2 separate regions of the Xenopus laevis genome follow, and region 2 is linked to region 1. Evidence: chromatin contacts called from public Hi-C data. All regions are on one chromosome and are shown on one strand. The core of a region is the stretch at or near the end of the contact, and the rest is flanking DNA. Distances in the headings are between cores, read along the strand shown.

Region 1 (7,437 bases), core at 2,614-5,113:
TGTGCCTGCACTTTAGGAGAGAAATGCTTTCTGGCAGGCTGCTGTTTTTCCTTCTCAATGTAACTGAATGTGTCTCAGTGGGACATGGGTTTTTACTATTGAGTGTTGTTCTTATATCTACCAGGCAGCTGTTATCTTGTGTTAGGGAGCTGTTATCTGGTTACCTTCCCATTGTTCTTTTGTTTGACTGCTGGGGGGGGGGAAGGGAGGGGTGATATCACTCCAACTTGCAGTACAGCAGTAAAGAGTGATTGAAGTTTATAAGAGCACAAGTCACATGACTTGGGGCAGCTGGGAAATTGACAAAATGTCTAGCCCCATGTCAGATTTCAAAATTGAATATAAAAAAATCTGTTTGCTCTTTTGAGAAATGGATTTCAGTGCAGAATTCTGCTGGAGCAGCACTATTAACTGATTCATTTTGAAAAAAATGTTTTCCCCCATGACAGTATCCCTTTAATTTAGGCATCAGAGAGCAAGGGGGATATTCCCCTTAAAGGGGAAGAAAACCTAGTCGGCGCAAATGTATTTTTGTTGCTACTTTTTAGTACACATATTTCTATTCAGGCCTTTCCTATTCATATTCCGGTCTCTTATTCAAATCAATACATGGTTACTAGGATAGTTTGGACCCTAGCAACCAGATTGCTGAAATTGCAAACTGGGCAGCTGCTGAATAAAAAGCTAAATAACTTAAAAAACGCTCAACGCCATGAACTTAAAGGTGAAGACCCCCTTTAAAACTTTTGATGTAGATCACAGACTTTATATACCCAAAGTGAGAGAGATGTTAGAATTGTTCTTTTAGGCTCACAAGCATTGACATGTAAGAGACAATAAACAGAGTTTATGGGCTGTCCTGCGACAGAATGCTGGACGACATCTGGGAAGGATGAAAGGATTACAATTGGTGAGACCCCCTACCTGATAAATCACCTGTCCTATATCTTTCTCAGTCTCCTTTACTGTGTATTATAAGGTTGTTACCAGTGAGAAGTGCTGCTCTCTTTATATCTATAAAGCTGTCTGTCCATACATAAGCAGGTACAGTACATTATACACTCTGCCCTCCTTAATATTACAGATGTGTAAATCTGGAAACCCTCCTGTGTACTGTATTCTCTATGGCTCTGTCCCTGCCACAGATGGTGGATGCGCTGCCCTTGGTGTTTATAGAGTGTGACTAAGCTCATCTCCTGCACCTAATTCATTGTTGGACATTTAATCCTATTACAAGACATTAGTACCAAGTGCTGGGCATCCAGTCCCTCTCCTAGCACAGCCTGCTGAAGCCACTGGACGGACACAATGAGGCCTCTGCTCCTACTCAGCCTCATCCTCACGCTACCCCTGGGCAGTAAGTCTAACCTCATTCTACTTTTTGGGCAGTTTGTTGCCATGCACTTGATATGTGGGGCTTAATTAATAGAGATTGATCTGTTCAACTGTTCTATATATTGTAGCACCCACAACTGCTCCTTCTATTCTTCTTACTGACACGTTACCCTACATACACGGCAAGGAACCTGTTGTACACTCATGGATACTCAAGAAAGGCTCAGAATGTAGGCAATAGCCAAGTCTAAATTACAGAAGGTGATCAATTCTCATTTGGTCAAGAGAAAGTAGGATGTATAGTGTAATAAACTAGAAGTCACCTATTCTAATTGGTTATAACCAACAGAATGAATGACCAACCAGAGACCTGGTAAATGGTTCAACCACATGGGTCGTGTCTGTATATAATATATAATGGTATCCTAATTCCATGCCTTCTTTTATGCAGACATACCCAACTAAGCCTATCTTTATAATGGCAATCTTTTTTGCATTAATATTAACTATCATAATAATATTTTTCCACCAACTAAATACTCTTGGTAACTGCTGGAAACCCTCTGTCTGATTATAGATGAATCAGGATACTAGTAACATTAGTGATCTGTTATCTTATACAGGGGGTGTTCTACTTACAAGTCATTTCTATTGGCACAGATCTGGCAACATAAAATCTATAGCGCTGGCACGAGATTGCTGCTACACCAGTGATTTAGGTTTTAGTATTGCCAATAAAAAGTTAATCTTAATGTTTCCATTTGTGAATAGAATCTGAATGCATTCCACTGTTGTTCCAGATCTGTATTCTGATGGTTAAGCTTTGGAAAACTCTTCCCAACCTGTTATTTTTTTGTTGGGGTGCCCCAAGGGTCTGTCTCAGGGTCTCTTCTTTTCTCTCTCTACCTTCGCTCTGTTGGTGACTTCATCACACACTTTGGCTTCTCCTATCACCTTTATACAAATGACATTTAGATATTCATTCCTTGCCCTGATCTGAGTCCTGCTATTCAGGCTAAAGTCCCACAATGCCTCACTGCTGTAGTGTCTTGGATGGCTCCACCTGAAACGTAGCAAGGCTAAACTGCTTATATTCCAACCTAAATCTGGCCTCCTTCCTCAATTTAACATTTTAGTCTCAATGTCACCCTACATCCAGTCTCCCAAGGCAGGTGTCTGGGTGACACTCTTGACCCATCTCTTACTTTCTCAGACCCCTTGCATCCCTTACCAGAACATGCTGATTTTTTTCTAAGAAACATTGCAAAAAGATGTCCCTTCCTCTGCTCCTCAACTGCTGGTCCAGGACAGAATACTGCTGGTCTCCCTCCTTTCTCTCTCCTGGCTCCTATGAGCATTAAGTACAAAATTCTTATCCTGTCCTTCAGAGTCCCGCATTCTTCTGACCCATTCTATACGATCTTCTCTCTTCTCCCCATATAATCCCTCCCGGGCTCTTCACTTAGCTCAGGACAATATTGTGACAATACAGTTCTCCAAAGCAGCACAAAATAACTTTCTGCTTGATTGTTGCTGGAAAGGTCTACCTCCTTGGGTCAGAAAAGATCTCGCACTAACACTCTTCTCAAAGCTCCTTAAAAATCACCTTCTAGGGAAAAGACTTAGCTAGTCTCCTGTACAGCAACATAGCATTGACCTATGCACTTGTTCACCACCTCTTTATGTCTGTCTGCTCTTCCTAATAGATAGTAAGCTACAGTGACCCTAACAACTGGGAATTTGGTTGACTGCCCTTTTAAAGGATAAATAAGAGAAAGCCTCTCTTACCCCTACCAGTGTGTACCTTCCTGTCTTGAGGCAAATGGTGCACAGTCTCAAGCAGCCCCAGAGAGCAGGTCGGTTTTTTCCCGGTGTCCCACCGGCTGAGTCCAACACTGTAAATAACTAATAACAATACAAATCCAGCCGTATAAACTTTATGGCTGCCATCATGTGGGTTTTATTAGGTACTGCTTGGAAATTAGTACACTACAGTTAAGGGTTCTGGGACCTTGGGGTTTTCTGGATAATGATCCTTCACTGCAACATTGGTGTCCTATGTTGTAAAGAACATACCCATCTTGGTTCTGCTCCGAGTTACAGGTGACATCTATTGTATAATATATTGAAAGCAAATGTCTGATACCTATGAATTACTCCTACATTGGTGCAACATCCATGTTAGTTCCAGGGACTTTCAAGGTGATCCTTTTTCTTTCTGGACCACACACCACATTCTACACTTACTTCACTGAAACCTTTTCTTGCATCAGGGGAAATGTGGGAGGGCAGCGCAACCTGTTTAACCAGTTGTTCCTCACTTGGGTAATCGTTATTCCATCCTGATTATTCAGCAGGGTAATTTGTATGTGTACCTAAGGATTATCTGTGAGGTCTGTGGGATCATGAGACCGTATACGGATCGGAAGCTGTTGCTGGAATGGCTGCTTTACTGTATAAGGATTATGTCTTGGCACGTAGCGTAAATTGTGCAGCCAGGGAGTTCCTTTATATGAAAATGTATGCATGAAGCTGCCTAGCAACACGGGCAGTGTGACCAGGTTTAGCAAAGGAAGGGGAAATAATACTCATGTGCTACCAGTGCATGGCATGCTCACAGTGTCACCTAAAAACAGCACTGAAAAAGAACTGTCCAAGAAAGTGTTAAATTCTTAGACTAGTTCCTGACCTATTGAATTTGGCCTGGGCCTTTGGATTTTTGATCCCTTGCTGCCTGCAACGATCTCCAACCGCAATTTCATCTCACCCCATCATATTGTTGCCTTATTAATGAATCCGTGCTGGCTTGGACTCCTGAATTTAAATAAGTCCTCCAATGGAAAGCCGTCTATTGGTAGCCCACCCAAACAAAAATTGCACCCACTCTGTTTTGTTGAAGTGGGGGTTGAGGAGATGTATATTCTGTTGATTATTCTGTGGCTTTAGGAAACAGTTCCATTTCATGACCATCGTTCCTGGAATAATTATTTGGCATATGTCATCATGATTTGCTTTTGCCTTTTCAGTCACCCCTTACACTTGATGACCTGGGCTCCAAATATTCAGCCTGTGGCACTACTGGTAGTACTAAGTAACTAGATACCCTAATTCTGCTGTTACTTGTTTGAACATGGGTTACACCTGACTGCTTACACAAAGTCAGGGCCATCACAATACATTCTGGAGGAGGCATATATTTCATGTCTGAGTACATACAAACACACCAAGCCCGATGTAGAATTATATCACTTTACTTACAATTTAATAGAATTCAAGGTTGAATCCATAACAAAGATACAAACAGTAAAGAACAGAAGTATGCCTTGGCTCTTTGGGCACCTCTTGAAATGTTCATGGGAAAACTTATTACCCCTACACTGGTGATGGTCACTGCGGTACTTCAAGTCCTTTCACATCAAGGCTCTAGATACTTGAGGTTATCACCCCACACCAGAGTTTTATGACAGTGGATAGTCCCTTGTATTTGACATTAAAAAACTGCAACCCAACTTAAGACCTACCATCAAAAACCTGATCTTGTTGCTCACGTTACATTGTTTTTTTTTTCCGACAGTTGCTTTTCTATCCTGGCATACAAATGCAGATTTCAGGCAGTATATTAGTGCTTAGAAAGTGGTCAATTATTCTTAGGAGGTCTGTGTTTTGTCTATAGCACCCCCCCCCCCGGGCATGAAGGAAAGGTTTGGGTTTTTGCTGATGTCACAAACATTTGCAATGGAGTAAACATCCCTGGTGGAGCAGAAACATGGTTCAAAAATGTATTTAAAAGAGAGGAACGCACTAAATACTGTATTCAATTAATTGAGAAAAAATGTATCTCATGGTTTATCATGTATAAAATTAAAGTTCGCACACACTCCCTGGCCCTTCCTCATCTCCTGGAATCTGGTGCTCAGTCCTCTAGGGAGACGGCCTTCCCATGAATCTACTGGATTATCATGTGTAAACTCATGGCTGAAATTCAATTTGAGGAGAAAAAACTGTTCTCCAAATTCAGTACCACTTTTTTTACCATAGACTTCAATAGAGTTTTCACGTGGTAAACAGTTAGATACGTTTTTTCTGAATTGAGTCTCGTCCATGACTTTTCACAACCTTTTCTCACTGAACTGAATGTGGCCCAGTATATGGTAATCCCTCAAAGGGCAAATTATTTTATATAGGATATGATATGAGTGCAAATTGCTGGAACCTTTATAGGACTCGGGTCAGATGACTTCAATGTCTCTAGTTAATAAGCAATGTAGCCAGTTCCAAAATAAAAAAAAAAACCTGCAAGGTACATAATTATATATTTCAAAGATGCATTAAAGGAGTAGTTTGCCTTAAAATTAACTTTTCATGAAGACAATTGTATTGAAAACATGCCGTACACAGGCTGATAAAAGCTGCTGACTTATCCACCCCAAACAAAATCAAGCTTTTTAAACTTTGTATGGGCTCTAGAGAGAGCCTACATGACTGTTATCTGTCTGAATGTCAGCTCTTCAGATGAGCCCAGTAAATCCCAAATGGGCCAGAGATTGACTCATTTGGTGAGAAAGTGTATAGCCAGTTTTAGACTAGTCTATGGTTGCCCAAATCTTTGCTACATGCTTGGAGCCATGGGGGCAGCCATTCAAGCACAGGATACACAGTAGACAACAGATAAGTACTACTATAGTTTATATAAACAAGCTGCTGTGTAGCCATGGGGGCAGCCATTCAAGCACAGGATACACAGTAGATAACAGATAAGAATCCCATTGTATACTACAGAGATTATCTGTTATCTGCTATGTAACCTGTGCCTTTTTTCCTGAATGGCTGCCCCCATGGATATACAGCAGCTTGTTTATATAAACTATAGTAGTACTTATCTGTTATCAACTGTGTATCCTGTGCTTGAATGGCTGCCCCCATGGCTACACAGCAGCTTGTTTATATAAACTATAGTAGTACTTATCTGTTATCAACTGTGTATCCTGTGCTTGAATGGCTGCCCCCATGGCTACACAGCAGCTTGTTTATATAAACTATAGTAGTACTTATCTGTTATCTACTGTGTATCCTGTGCTTGAATGGCTGCCCCCATGGCTACACAGCAGCTTGTTTATATAAACTATAGTAGTACTTATCTGTTATCTACTGTGTATCCTGTGCTTGAATGGCTGCCCCCATGGCTAAACAGCAGCTTGTTAATATAAACTATAGTAGTACTTATCTGTTATCTACTGTGTATCCTGTGCTTGAATGGCTGCCCCCATGGCTAAACAGCAGCTTGTTCATATAAACTATAGTAGTACTTATCTGTTATCTACTGTGTATCCTGTGCTTGAATGGCTGCCCCCATGGCTACACAGCAGCTTGTTTATATAAACTATAGTAGTACTTATCTGTTATCTACTGTGTATCCTGTGCTTGAATGGCTGCCCCATGGCTACACAGCAGCTTGTTTATATAAACTATAGTAGTACTTATCTGTTATCTACTGTGTATCCTGTGCTTGAATGTCTGCCCCCATGGCTACACAGCAGCTTGTTTATATAAACTATAGTAGAATTTATGAAGAAAACAATTGTACCAGTGCAGGGTAACTGTACATGATATTGTCATTCCTTTAAAATACTTTCATTTTTTTGGTGTTACTGTTCCCTTAAATACTAATTCAGAACTAAGCAGTCCTCTGAGTTAGATTTGAGGCATGAGCGTGCCAACACCGTCCCTCAGAAGACACCTTCCCATTTGATGGATTTATTTGAGAATCTTTGGCTTTTATAAACAGCAGGTTGCGTTCAAGTGTTCCAGTTCTTTTTAAGCTCTTTGCCCCACCATATTGATATTACTTGCGCTAATCATATATAAACATAGTATTGGTTTCCTTTTTTATTTTTATTGTGCCATTTTATAGAACTATTGTATTGATATTTGCAAGGCACGCCTTCTAGATCACTGAATTGCTCGTCTGTAATTAAGCCTATTTGACAGATGACTTTATATATGCCAGCTTTAATTATAACTATATTGCAGCATACATTTCTACATCTGGATTAAAGGATGTACATTGCCAAGAATAAGAAATGAATATCTGAACATTTTTGC
Region 2 (7,437 bases), core at 2,744-5,243, 51 kb before region 1:
AAATTTAATAAAATATTTTATAAATATTGATGTTATTTTGGGTGAATTTCCCCTTTATTAGCATGTATTTATAAAACACCAACATATCCCACAATGGGAGCGTTAAACAGTGCCGTCTGCTGGTGAAATCACGCTGGTGCAACCATTGGGAGTTACAGAAGTATATTACTGTATTTTATAAAATTTAATAAAATATTTTATAAATATTGATGTTATTTTGGGTGAATTTCCCCTTTATTAGCATGTATTTATAAAACACCAACATATTCCACAGTGTTGTACATTAAAATCACTAGTTTTTGTGCTGGGGGGAATGAGCTAATGGGGTGACATTTATATATAATATATTAAGAGTATCCCTAAAAGGGGTGGTTCACCTTAAAGTTCACTTTTAGTATGTTATAAAATGACCAATTATAAGCAACTTTTCAGTTGGTCTTCATTATTTATTTTGTATTGTTTTTAAATTATTTGCCTTTCCAGTTTTTAAATGGGGGTTACTGACCCCATCGAAACGAAATGCTCCGTAAGGCTTGGAATGTATTGTCATTACTACTTTTTATTACTCTTATATAGATTTCTTTTCAGGCCGCTCCTATTTATTTTGCAGTGCCTTATTCAAATCATTGCATGGTAGCTAGGGTAACTTGGACCCTAGCAACCAGAAAGCTGAAATTGGAAACTGGAGAGCTGCTGAGTAAAAAGCTAAAAAACGCAAAAACCACAAATAATAAAAAATGAAAACCAATTACAAATTGTCACATGGAACCACCTTTCAGCAGATGCACGCAGGCAATTTTAAAGAGGTTCTTCACCTTTGAGTTAACTTTTAGTATGATGTATCCAGGTTTCAGGAATATGCAAGGGAACCATTCATCATTCACCCTGAATCTCCCCTTAACATACTTTAAAGCTGAATCTCATCTAAGAATATATTTAGGGTAGGACATAGGCAGTCTCCCCCCCCCCCCCCAAATCGCCCCATGTATTGTTTAGGGAGAGGGAGCCAATAGCATTTTCCGATTGGTCATTTTCTGACCAGTCTGACCACCAAGTAGTCAAGGAAGTTGTCAGGAGAAAGAAAGAGGCTGCTCTGATGTTCTTCTGATTAGGAAAGATTTGAGAAAGGTTTCTATTTTTTTTCTAAGCAGAAGAACAACAGAGCGCCTTTTTCGTTCCAGGGCTATATTTCCATAGTGGACACCCCTATGCCCGCTGATGTCCATCAACCCCGTCCCCTTCCTTTTATTTCATCATCAGGACCGGAGCAATGGGGATTGGTGCATGGGAAATCCAAAAAATTATTATTTATCTCCTGCGCATGCCCAGTGTTTCTGAACCAATGTGGGCACATTTTATGCTTCTTATACCATCCTTATATAAGGATATATATACAGTATATATATATTTCATTTTGTATTATTACTTCCATTTGAAATATTAATATTCGGCTTGTTGTGCCATTCTACTACTTTATCCCCGCTATCATCATTGTCCTCTAGTACTAGTAATAATAATAATAAAAATAATAATAAGCTCTTCTGTGTGTAAATGTAGGGTCTAACAATGTGGACTAAATGTGGACTAAGAGAGGAGAGAAAAATCTGCTGTTACCATGGAAACAACTGTCATTAGCTATAAAACAGACAGATGACCTAAACTGCCGCCTATAAATGGCAGTGCAGCAAATAAGGTGTTTTATTGGAAGACAAGGACAGGAGAATGGGGAGAACAAGTTCAATGAGCAACAGGGAGAGAAGCAAAACTGAAGGACAGTTCGCAGAGTGAAAGCAAAGTGAAACTGAACTAAAGCTCCCCATAGACGCGACGATTCTTCTTGCCGAACGACCGATTTTAGGGAAGTCCGACCAATCCTTCAAAATTATCGTGCGGTTAGTGGGATTCGAACGATCGTACATCTTACGATTTTTCGGCCGACATCTGTCAGGAAATTGTTCGGCCAGGTTAAAAAATCTTTGTCGGCCCCATCTATCTATGTTTGCAGGGCCAAGCAGGCAGCTCCCCTTTGTTTTCCTGGCAAATTGGTCTTTTTAGTTGATGGTAAATTTGTACGATCGTTCCGAGATAATCGCGGTCTCACGATGAGGATCAGATCTTTTAAAAATCTCAACATCTATGGCCAGCTTAAGAGAGATGAAATCTAACAATGGGATGTACAGGGCTATGACATAAACAGAACCAAGGAAATCTATTCTTACTCTGTGTGGTTGGCTGAAATGTCCAGCAGGTGGTGCTGTTGTATCAAATTCATTATATTGGCAGTGTACAAAAGTGTGACTTTCTGAAAACTAGAAAGAAAATGAATGTCAACTGCAACAACTCTGAGCTTTAATTAGTTCTGAAGGTAAATCATTTCAGTATAAGGCAGCACACGCAGACGAGCATCATTTTTATAATGTGACGAGACCCTTCCCACCCGTGTCGAGCAGCTGCTCTAGGACATATTGCACTGCCCTAAAACAAACGTCTCTTGGGAAAGGGGAAGTCAGCATTGCAGAGCGAGTTTTCTATGAAAGCAATCGTGTACTTAAAGGAACAGTAACATCAAAAAATTTAAGTGTTTTAAAGTAATACAAATATAATGCAATATTGCCCTGCACTGGTAAAACTAATGTGTTTGCTTCAGAAACACTACTACTATAGTTTATATAAACAAGCTGCTGGGCAGCCATTCAAAGGAGAAAAGGCTCAGGTTACACAGCAGATAAGCTCTGTAGAACATAATGGTCTTATCTGTTATCCACTATTTAACCTGTGCCATATAGGCTTTTTTCAATATCCACCATTGCTACACAACAGCTTGTTTATATGAACTATAGTAGTGTTTCTGAAGCAAACACATCATTTCTACCAGTGCAGGGCAACAGTACATGATATTTTCATTATTTTAAAACACTTTAATTTTTTGGTGCTACTGTTCCTTCAATACGTGACATCCCCCTTGCCTTCTAGGGTTACGCTCATGGGCCATGCACTCCAGGGTGCAACTGCTCATACTGGCTCCTATGTAAAATAGTAAATCTGTGCAAGTTTTCTGTTATTTAGTATTAGACCGACCACTGGGGGCACTGTTTCTTCAGGGGCTTTGGATCAGGTCTTGGCAGAGAAAACATGGCAGCAACACAGATAAAAACATGTTCATATATATATATACGACCAGACACTTGTCAGCAGTTTATTATCAGAGTAATTGGGTCTGTGCCCAAAACTGTGACTCTCACAATTCAGTAACTGATCAGGGCTCAGGAAGGTATGGATCAGGCAGAAAATGTTATCAGCCAACGATCACAATAGGAAGATGATGCAGCTCAGCAGTGACCCCCTTGAAGTTGGACCATCCTCATGTAACCCACTGCTGGGACCCCTAGGGCTTAGGGCTGAGGTTCTTGTCTCACCAGGGAGGCTGGAATCTTGGGAGAATTCTAATTTGCTGGCATTGATTATCCTGGAAATACAGCCTGTGGGTGATTTGGGGTGACATTTGGGACGAGCTCCTCTTTGCTGTAATACATAATAAGGGAATAGTTGCCCTTTAACACTCTGCTCATTGTGCTTCATAGTGCACGTCAGGGATGTCCCATTAGTAACTCTCTCACTGTTGTTGGACTACAACTCCCACAAGCCCCTCCAAACTACCTACTGCCGTACACCCCAGTTCCGCAGATGTAGGCCGGCAGGTTGATTCTCCCCAGTGTAAGCTGCACGCCCCCAAAATATCACAGTAACCATCACCCATTGACAGGATGTGTTTATTTCCTCTCTCAGGGGCTGAGTAATAACAAACATGTTCTTATATACAGGGAAGGGTTCAGTACTGGGCTGTGCAACTGGATGCCTGGGGGCTGCATGCGCCTCTCCAAAAATTCCTTTATCCTTTACGGCTTTATCAGCGCTTTAATAGGATCTGCCCTGCAGGTGTGTTGGGAGAATGAGTAACGGGGACCCTAGGGATTAGAGATAGAGTGTGTGCAGTGAGGCCAGAGATTGACAGGGAAAGTGGGGGACAATGTGTATAGTAAGACAATACTGCATCATGGGGAGGGGCTGCTTCAGCCATTCAGTTATTTTATAATTAATTCAATAACAACACTGCACAGACACATAAAGAAAGTGTTTGTGCTATAGTTGTTGACAGAGAATGCCTCAGCAGGGGTAACCAGCATGGCATCTCCCACTGATGTATACAAATTCAAACATGAATGAATGAAAGGGAATGTTCTGGGCACATTGTAAGCTCTGTGGTCATTCTTCAAGGGAACATAAAAGGGAGATAATCCCCATTTTCCCTTTATGTGCTGCTGCCTTGCAACTTCCCTGCCCAACACAGTGGAACAGACCACCCCCGCTGATAGGGGAGACGTATGTGGATCAGCCTTTTGTGGAGGAAAGAAGATCTGGCACCTCCCTGCATCTCACATGGATTATGGCACATAGTGATGTTGGGCATCTTGCCCGGCACTGATGTGAGCGGGAATCATGGAAAATACAATTTCAAGGCAGATTATTTCTTGACTGAAAGCACACGTGAGTTTTCAGGAAAGGATCGCCCATAAGAAGAAGCTACTGGGCCCCACAGTAAAATTATTTAATGGCCCCATAAACTTTGGGTTTAAAGGAGAAACAAACCCCTTATTAAAAAATACGTTACCCCCCTACCCCAAAAAGACACCCCTCCCCCCCTAGCTGCTACCCCAGGCAAATGCCCCTAACTTTTTACTTAACCCTCGGTGCAGATTCAGGGAATCAGAGTTCACGGCAGCCATCCTCCGGGTCTTCGTGTCTTCTTCCGCCGCTTGGGCAATATTGGCGCATGCGCAGTTGTCGCGAACCAGGATATTGCTCCAACATGAACATCCGACATGCCGGTCTCGTTCTCAGATGACCAAAGACCCGGAAGATGGCTCCCCTGAACTGCGATCCCTGAGTGCTGTTCTTAGATCTACCAGGCAGCTGTTATCTTGTGTTAGGGAGCTGCTATCTGGTTACTTTCCCATTGTTCTGTTGTTAGGCTGCTGGGGTGGGGGAAGGGAGGGGGTGATATCACTCCAACTTGCAGTACAGCAGTAAAAAGTGACTGAAGTTTATCAGAGCACAAGTCACATGACTGGGGGCAGCTGGGAAACTGACAATATGTCTAGCCCCATGTCAGATTTCAAAATTGAATATAAAAAAATCTGTTTGCTCTTTTGAGAAATGGATTTCAGCGCAAAATTCTGCTGGAACAGCACTATTAACTGATGCCTTTTGAAAAAAAACATGTTTTCCTATGACAGTGTCCCTTTAACACAACATGTTTCGAGCTGTGGACTCTTCAAGAGACATTTATTGTGCTTTAGCCCAAGGCATTGCTTATCTATAGACTGGGCCTAATCCACCTTGTAGCTGCAACAAGTTCCCCCTAACGAGACAGGATTGGGTTAAATGTCTAAACAATACACAAAAAGTGGAAGTGGATGTGGGGTGAGTGCAGCTGGTTATCAGGAAGCCTGGGGCCTATAGGCAGCTGCACATCCAGGAGCTCCTTTTGTTCCTCTTCAGCTCACTCCCCTCCTTGTTTGTTCTCTATTTTGTTGCGGCTGAACTATTCCAGCCAAGAGGGGAGGAGATGAGAAACTTGTTCACTTTGATGTATGTGTGTGTGGGAGGTGGAATCCTCCTCTGTGCAGAGTTTGTTTGAAGGGGGGGGAGCTGGGGACCACTTGATATTAGGCTGTCGGGGTACCCCAGAGACATGTCACAAAGTAGTTTAATATACAGCCTCTTGTGTTTAAACTGCAACCCCCAGCATCCCCTGAAAGCTATTGGTAAATGCTTTCTAATTGTTATATACCGGATATATATATATATATAGACAAGGGGTTGTTCCACCCTGGGGTATAAATCTAAACGAATACAAATCCCAATTGGTGAAAGACTAATTAGCCAGCCGTTAAAGACAATTAGCAGCCTGGCTGCGCAGAAAGAAGCAGCATCCAAAGGAATAGTTAATTACCGAGGCAAGATATAGAATGGCAATGTGCCATGCCACCCAATGACTAGCCACAGGCCAGGACAGCAAGTTGGTAGGGGTGACATGCAGCCGCTTGCTGAGGAGCACTGGGGACGCGCAGGACCCCAGTGCTCTGGTGCAGCGGCTCTCGCTAGAGCGGTACAAGTGGCGGACGATAGGCCTAGGGACGCTTGCCACTGAAATCCGGCCCTGACTGGCCACCATAACACTATGCACTTAGCATTCTTGTACTGGTTGTAGTTCAGCTGTGCACAGTTTGAGCTCCCATGTATGGTGAGGACCCAACCCCCAGGAGCTGTGTTGCATAGGAGACCTCTCTGTTTAGTGGCGCCACACAGTTGCTGAATTTAGGTGAGACCTAGGCCCAGACTGGCAATCTGTGGGTTCTGGCAAATGCCACAGGGGCTGCTGTAAGATCCAATAGACAGTCACTATTTATTGGGCTGGTGAGGGGATGTTTTGGCCTCTGTGTACTTGTGAAGACCTATTTTAAACCCCAGTACAGTCAACTAACTATGCAATAATATCTATGCTCTGTGCATTATTATATTTATTATTATTATTATAATACACCTCGATACCAATGAGCCATTGCGCAGCATGTAAAGTCTCCCTTCAGTGTCAGATTGGCCCACGGGATACCAGGAAAACTCATGGTGGACTCAGGTGTCAGTGGGCCCTATTGCTTCTAACCATTTGGCCTATTTCATGGCCATTGTCTATTTCTATGATAATAAATAGGCTAAATAGATGGGATAATAGGTTAGAGTATGTAAAAAAAAAAAAAGAGAATAGGTGAATAGAGGTTGAATGAAGAAAATAATACTTACAGTGGGCCCCTGGTCTAAGGGTTTTGGGGTGGGCCCCTGGTCTAAGGGTTTTTGGATTGGCCCCAGGTCTAAGGGTTTTTGGGTGGGCCCCTGGTCTAAGGGTTTTTGGGTGGGCCCCTGGTCTAAGGGTTTTTGGATGAGCCCCAGGTCTAAGGGTTTATGGGTGGGCCCCAGGTCTAAGGGTTTTGGGGTGGGCCCCAGGTCTAAGGGTTTTTGGATGAGCCCCAGGTCTAAGGGTTTTTGGGTGGGCCCCAGGTTTAAGGGTTTTTGGGTGGGCCCCTGGTCTAAGGGTTTTTGGGTGGACCCCAGGTCTAAGGGTTTTTGGGTGGGCCCCTGGTCTAAGGGTTTTTGGGTGGGCCCAGGGTTGCCACCTGACCAGTATTTTCCCGGCCTGACTGGTAAAAATGATGGTTAATCCCAATGTTGCTAATAGGGAAAAAAGATATAGGAAGGCCGTATTTTTCCCGGAAAAGGTGTAAACCCTAGCCCTTGGTAGAAGGGTTTTTGGGTGCCTCCCTGGTGTCCCAGTCCGACACTGTCTCCCTCCCATGCCTAAGTAGCAGCAGTGCAGTAATG

Evidence for each region. Hi-C and Micro-C count contacts between places; a contact is called where the count stands out from the background.
Region 2: a Hi-C map of the XL177 cell line shows a contact between it and region 1, with 4 times the contacts expected there. A contact is called at or near these places in 2 of 4 Hi-C or Micro-C datasets (the XL177 cell line and the XTC cell line).

Annotation. Positions count from the first base shown.
Region 1 is chr3L:141,384,542-141,391,978 of Xenopus_laevis_v10.1, reverse strand. No RefSeq gene overlaps it. Among protein-coding and RNA genes, the nearest start is that of plekha2.L, 34 kb to the right of the region's middle.
Region 2 is chr3L:141,436,152-141,443,588 of Xenopus_laevis_v10.1, reverse strand. The region is part of intron 1 of tacc1.L (transforming acidic coiled-coil-containing protein 1); the gene reads left to right. Among protein-coding and RNA genes, the nearest start is that of tacc1.L, 12 kb to the left of the region's middle.